2 separate regions of the Mus musculus genome follow, and region 1 is linked to region 2. A link is a contact called in public Micro-C data. All regions are on one chromosome and are shown on one strand. Each heading gives the region's core, a stretch centred on a gene start, on an enhancer-like site or on the middle of the called end of the contact. The rest is flanking DNA. Distances are from core to core; before and after follow the strand shown.

Region 1 (3,342 bases), core at 341-2,840, 110 kb before region 2:
AAAACAATAAAAACATCTACCACCTACTCCGACTTTACAGGAGTGAATTCTTCAGGTCCTTCAGATAACACCAGGAGGTAGGAATTCATCACAAAGCCTACCTACAGATGCAAAAACCGAGACAGGGTGGTCACACTGGGGCAGGGCTGGCTGTCTCAGTGGACATCTGTGTTCAACTGGACCATCTTGAACTAATGTGAGGGACAGAATAAGCCCCATCTCATTTAACCAGAGAGCCTTGTTATAGCTTGGCTGGTATAAATAAATAAATAAATAGCTCAGAGAGGTTCATTCATTCAGTTGGTGTCACACTCAACTGGACCATCTTGAACTAATGTGAGGGACAGAATAAGCCCCATCTCATTTAACCAGACAGCCCTGTTATAGCTTGGCTGGTTCAAATAAATAAATAAATAAATAAATAAATAAATGGCTCAGAGAGGTTCATTCATTCACTTGGTGTCACACAGCCAGAAAAAGGCAGAGCCAGTAATTAATATAGGTCTTCCTATTGTGGCATTGGCTTTTGCACAGGCGTGCAACTTTGGAACAGTGTTCAGGAGTTCACAGGGACCTGTGGCGCATCTCCAGGCTCCCCATCCCGCCCCCATCCACTGCTTCCCTTCCTGGCCCTCTCCCCAGACCCATCCTGGACTTCTGAAAGTCCCTCCCAGTTTGTGGACCAGCTAGCTTGTCAGTTTCTCCAGTGGATAAGCCTGCAACAGGGGTCCTTGGAGAATGGCTTCCCTATCTCCTCCAGGGAAGGGTTTCCACTTTAGGGAAGACTCCTGGAGATTAGTAGCTGGCTTCTTTTTCTAATGGAGTTGCAGCCCCCAGTTGGTGTTACCGACTTGCTGTTTGTGAACCTAAGTCAAGACACCGCAGTGGCCTGGGAACATGTTGGGTGGGTAGATGGGGCAGTCCCTCTCAAGAGCATTTTTTATTTTCCTCTTCTGTGGGTTTTGTTGCCCTCGATCCTGTCCCATGTATACCTGACCTATGCCGGGTTGTATTGTGTTGGATTCTCTCTCCTTGTCCAGATGATATAATCCTGGGGTCTCTGGTTGTGTGTGTGTGTGTGTGTGTGTGTGTGTGTGTGTGTGTGTGTGTGTGTGTTACATAGCCTAGTGGTAGAACAGGCGCCAGCTGAGTGCTGTGTACATGTAGGTGTGTGGCTGCTGTTGTTGCCACGTGCAGGGGTGTAGCTAGAGAACAAAAGAGGTGTGTACTCATGTGACTCTGCGGAGCCCACTCTGCTGGGCGCAGGCTTGTAGATTTGCCCACCGCCCCATTCATAAAGAGGAAATGGGATTGAGGGGCCCAGCCATTTAAGCAAGGCTGGCTTCAGAACCCAGTCTCTCTTTCTCTCTCTCTCTCTCTCTCTCTCTCTCTCTCTCTCTCTCTCTCTCTCTCTCTCTCTCTCTCTCTCTCTCATCTGCTCCCCTGGGAAGAATGAAACAATAACAAAGTTTAAAGCCCGAGATGGGCCCACTGTCATCAAGAGGGCCGGCGGACGTGTGTGTGCACTCACAAGCATGCCCCCTCCTCATTCCCGCAGGCCTCTCAGCTCCTGCCCGTTCCTGGGCCCCTAGCCCAGCCCCATCACACGAGGGCTTTTCTTTCTGGGGATTGCAAACGCGCCAAAGATTAACGCCCCGCAGCTGGCTGTAGCCCCAAACAATGGCAAGACCTAGGAAGTGAAGGAATCGCCAGAGGAGCCCTGGCCAGTGAGGCGGGTGGGTCACGGTCTGCCCGCTTGACTCCAAGTGACCCCGACCGCCTGCCCTTCCCCCAGCTCCAGCTCCAGCCTCCAGGCTGAAAGTAGAAACTGTCTGTGTCGAGAAATTCTCACTTAAAAGACCAGACTGCTCTGCACAAGTAAAGCTTTCTACCAGAGATTGGGGCGGGGGGGGGCAGTTAGGGAAGAGGGGGGGCACCTCTCCAGATGGGGCCTGGTGCCAGAATCCCAGCTGGGTGCAGCGACTCACCCTGTTCTGCAGTGACAAGACAGACTGGGATAATCCCAGCACGTGCCAGGTTGAGGTAGAAGACTGGACAGGGTGTTTGAGACTAGCCTGGGCTACTGGAGGGAAAGGAAGCAAAGTGGGAAAGCCCGGATGGTTATCTGCAGTAATTTTCAAGTCGGTGAGAGTGAGACTTGGGGCCAGGGCATGTATGTAGCTGAGAGCCCCAGCACCAAAATAGATGACATGAGGTGGCAGAGCCTGCTGGCTTAAGGCTGGAATGAAGTTCTGGGTGCATGCCCGCATTAGAAGATGACAGAAAGAGAGCTACAAGATTTAGTCACTCAGCCCAGGTCACAGGCCCGTAGAAAGAGACAGAGGAATCCCTTGACCCCAGCCTCTCTGGCTCTGGGTTCAAGACTGATATCTCTTCAGACATGGTGGCGCACGCCTTTAATCTCCACACTTGGGATGCAGAGGCAGGCAGATCTCTGAGTTGTAGGCCAGCCTGGCCTACAAAGAGAGTTCCAAGACAACCAGGGCTACACAGAGAAACTCTGTCTCAAAACAAACAAACAAATGATTGGTTGTGTGTGTGTGTGTGTGTGTGTGTGTGTGTGTGTGTGTGTGTGTGTGTGTGTGTGTGTATCAGAAAGAGCCCATCAAGGAGAGGCCTGGAGAACTGACCATGCTGGGCTGGGCTGGCTGGTGCCTTCAATGATAATTCCAGCTCCCCAACGGAGCTGCCTATGTCTTCCTTGAATTTGGGCATTATTGGTTAAAAAAATAATGATAATTTTTTAAAAATCAGCTCTTCTCTTTCTCTGGAGCTGTTCTGGAGCCTTCGGACTCTTTCTTGGTCCTTCCCATAACACACAGGAAAAAAAAAGGCAGACAGACAGACAGACTTCTGTCTGGGAGGAGAACACTGAACCTCCCTTCTAGTAGCCAGATGTGGGTCTCCTTGGAACAGAAACGAGGGCTGTGGCAGGTTCCAGCCCGTGACTGGGGAGCTCAGAAATGCAGGTGGCGAATCCCCTCCGCAGATGAGGCCACTTAATTATCACGCAATCAATATGCAAACAAATGCCAAACTGGGTTTGAATCAAATTTCTCATTGGGGACTCAGTGGAGGGGGAGAGGCAGGCAGAAGGGGGGCCCACTGGGGTGGACTGCCAAGGAGGGGACTGGCTGATAGAGAAAGGGATATCTATGAGACTCAGGCACCCCGGGGCCACTCAGAGGCCCCCAGAGTCTCCTGAGTCTGGCATGGGGCCCTGCTTCCCATTGAGCCTAGCTGGGGGTCTGTGCCTCCAGGCTGCTGGCTTCAGGAGGGTTCGGAGGCCTGTCAGCTGAAGTCTGGCGGCCTCTACTAATT
Region 2 (3,503 bases), core at 147-2,646:
AAGGCACACCACATGACCTTATGCTCTGCCCTACAGGTCCAAAGCATGGCACATGTAGAAACAGGTTCTAGAATGTTCTAGAGAGCTCCAACAGTAAAGTTCTACCTATGCTGTTTGTCTGTGAGAAGATCTCAGATAGCCCAGTCTGGCCAGGAACTTACTACGTAGCCCAGGCTCACCTCCAAACTGGTTATTTTCCTTAGTCTCCACCTTCGGATGCTGGGACCACCATTCCCAGTCTCCTGGTTACATTCTTCTCCATCATTAGACTACACAGCTCCTCCAGAAACACAACTATTGTTTATTGAGCACCTACTGCATTCAGGCAATTCTCAGATGGTATCGCTAATCTTCAGAGCAACCTTGCAAAGCAGATAACATGGGCCTTGAAATGGCCTTCTCCCAGACACCAAAGTACCCAGGAGCATCAACAGTAGGGCCCTGGGGCCGTATCCTCAGGTTCCTACTCAGGTTAGAGGGTGGCTGAAGTCAGGCAGGGCCTTCAACCCTCTCAGAGCCCCCAAACACCCCGGCCCCCCCACACACACACACGCACAACCCTCACAGCCCCAGGACCCAGGTTAGTTGGTGTTTTGGCACCATTACCAACAGCTGCCCTGGCAGCCGGGTTTCATCTTTCCCGGCTGGCTGGGAGAATTCTGCCCCCCCCCCTCCTGAGTTCTCGTTCCCAGCAAAAGACCTTGGCAGGACCCCTGATGCTCTGCCTTTCCTGGGACGGATGGCTTCCAGCTGCCCACACCAAGCCTGGGAAAATTCCTCCGAGCTCTACAGGTCCTTGGATCCTGAAACCTGAGTGGCTCCCTCCATCAGCCCAGCCAACGAAAGCTCCCTCATCCTGCAACACCAAGCCTGCCAGATAGATCCATCACAGGGAGAGGGTGCAGAAAGCCAGGGAGGGCTCCAGACAGACACGGCCCCAGTCACCAGCCACTGTGTGCCCTTGGTTACAAACTGGTGAGGTGAACTGGGATCACCGACAGCCTGGGGAGTCCGGCATTTTACATATAGGGAAACTGAGTCTCAGAGATGTTCCCACCAGTGTAGAGAACGAAGCTGCACAGTAGGCTGGGGTGTTATGAGATGAACCACACGAGACACAGAGGCCCTCACAGCCTGCCGATCTGACCGTGTCCCTCTGCTGCAGTAACTGTCCCTTGCTGTCCCCGAGAAAGGCTCCATCCAATGACGCAGCCCCCAAGCTTCCCCCGATTTTCTCCCGACAAATCTTCCCTACACCCAACAAATTTTCTCAGGAAGATACTTTCCTGCCAGGCCTCAGAACCTTCCCCCATATTTTTCCTCAGGCCAGTATGCTCTTCCCCTCACCACTAGGGCTACTACAATCCACACTGTCGCTGACCTTAACCACATGCTTTTAGGATGAAAGCCCTCTGAGGCCAGCGCTGGCTCCTCCCTCTTTGGAACTGGGGGGAGGGGGGCTCTGTCTCTTCTGGGAATCAAGGTGGGGAGCCAGCGAGGCCTTCAGGAGACGCTCCCTGCTTCACCAACCTTGGGTGATGTCAGCCAGGATCAGAGTGTGTGCCTGTGGCAGAAGGTCCCTGTCTGCCCCCAGCCGGTCACCACCTCTGCAGAGAGCTTAGGAAGAATGACCACAGCAGGTGTCCCCAACCCCCTCCCCGGCCCAGCGGCCCAGTGGTCTTTCCCACAAGGGGCCCGCCAGCTGGAAAGATGGATGGGCCTCCCCCCATCCTCCAGGCTGGGGCTGGGAACTCGGCTCTTGTTCCTGGGCGTCACATCCCTGCCTGGAAAGGGCCATAAAAATGTTCCAGAGAACACGGGATGAGAGCCATTTTTCCAAATCGTGGGAGATTGTCATTTAGGGGTTTGGTTCTTAAGGAAGGAATAAAAAAGAAAGGAAGAACGAGAAAGGGAGACTCTTCCCCGCCCCCCCCCCAGGCTGTGTGCACAGGCCAGGTGGGCCTTACCCTCCCCACCTCTGTGCCCAGCGTCAGACACTCAGGGCTCCGCTAGATCCAAGAGCAGCTCCCCAGGCCTCCTCTGAGCGTCTGCCAAGTGGATCGATGGGGTACCCAGCTCCCTTTGTTAGAAACGAGACCCCAGGCAAGACCACTGAGGCAGAGAGGAGCAAGAGGTGTCAGGTTTCTCCTCAGTATATATATATATATATATATATATATATATATATATATGTGTGTGTGTGTGTGTGTGTGTGTGTGTGTGTGTGTGTGTGTCTGTGTGTCTGTGTGTGTGTGTGTGTGTGTGTGTGTGTGTGTCTGTGTGTGTGTGTGTGTGTCTGTGTGTGTGTGTGTGTGTGTCTGTGTGTGTGTCTGTGTGTGTGTCTGTGTGTGTCTGTGTGTGTCTGTGTGTCTGTGTGTGTCTGTGTGTGTTTGTGTGTGTGTGTGTGTGTGTTTGTGTGTGGGGGGTATTAGCCAGCACTTAGCTCAATATTCAATCAATAGGACTGACTTGCTTTTCCCTGCAGGGTTATGGGTACAGCGCCAACCTTCCCCACACTGTGACCCTTGAATACAGTGATTGATACAATGATTGTGGTGACCCCCAATCATAAAATTCTTTCATTATGACTTCATAACTGTAAATTTGCTCTACTGTTACAAACCGTGACATCAATCTCTGTTTTCCGGAGATCTTAGATGAACCCTATGAAAGGGTCCTTTGACCTCCAAGGGGTCGAGACCCACAGGTTGAGAACTGCTGCTTTAGTTGGGGACACAGTGCACAGAGCCTGCCTCCTGCCCATCCACAGTCACCGATGGAGGACCTACTAAGTACAGACACTGGGAAGAGCAGCTGCACACCAGTAGCAGGCAGGCTCTTCCCTCGAGGGCTTGTCTTCAAGCTGGAGGGATAACAGAGCAGAGATATCATGGGGCAGTGTGTGATGTGAGCAGCAGGGGGAGAAGCAGGGAGGGTTAGCACACAGTAGGACTGGAGGAGTGGCCAACTTCACTAAAGTAATGTTAAAGCTGAGTCCTTGAGTCTGACTAGGCGCTTCCCGATGACCTGTTCTCTGAGGTATTTAGGACAATACCCACTTACCTGTAGGGACACTGAGGCACAGATAGACTACATGGCCCATTAGAGACTTGACCTCCTATCCCCCAGAAGTTAGGTTTTCCCTTTCCCTGTCCCAGGAGCCCAGAAGGAGAGTGGATAAGGGTCTTAGCCTAAGGCATACCTTGGGAAGGTGCTGAAAGAGGTGACAAGACCTTTGGGGCTAAAGGAGGAGCCACTGGGTAGAGAGTCCTATCCCAACCTGAGGCATCCCAACCTTGCCCACCCATCACACTGACGCAGTCTTAGGAAGTTGATCTTCTAACAGTTGTCCATCAAACCAACACATCCAGCTGTTGGTGTGGCACCTGTGTGCCCAGAGTCTCCTCCACCCCAGAAGCTATCCCAAGAGTTTTCAGCCCTCCCCTACATGACCCTTGTCATCCAGGGTATGGAAACTAGAGACCCCCAGAGCACAGATCCTG

The links. Hi-C and Micro-C count contacts between places; a contact is called where the count stands out from the background.
Region 1: a contact with region 2 is called in a Micro-C map of embryonic stem cells, with 2.2 times the contacts expected there. The contact joins two enhancer-like sites. A contact is called at or near these places in 1 of 15 datasets of contacts at CTCF or cohesin (large pre-B cells), 11 of 484 Hi-C or Micro-C datasets (the C2C12 cell line, embryonic stem cells and muscle stem cells) and 15 of 115 datasets of contacts at active chromatin or transcription factors (craniofacial prominence, embryonic basal ganglia, embryonic forebrain and 6 more).

Annotation. Positions count from the first base shown.
Region 1 is chr4:139,809,564-139,812,905 of GRCm38.p6, reverse strand. The region is part of intron 4 of Pax7 (paired box 7); the gene reads left to right. Among named protein-coding and RNA genes, the nearest start is that of Pax7, 22 kb to the left of the region's middle. Within about 2 kb of position 1,590, at least 17 of the 459 cell types and tissues checked have an H3K27ac peak or open chromatin away from gene starts, as enhancers often do.
Region 2 is chr4:139,696,039-139,699,541 of GRCm38.p6, reverse strand. No RefSeq gene overlaps it. Among named protein-coding and RNA genes, the nearest start is that of Gm42334, 37 kb to the left of the region's middle. Within about 2 kb of position 1,396, at least 21 of the 459 cell types and tissues checked have an H3K27ac peak or open chromatin away from gene starts, as enhancers often do.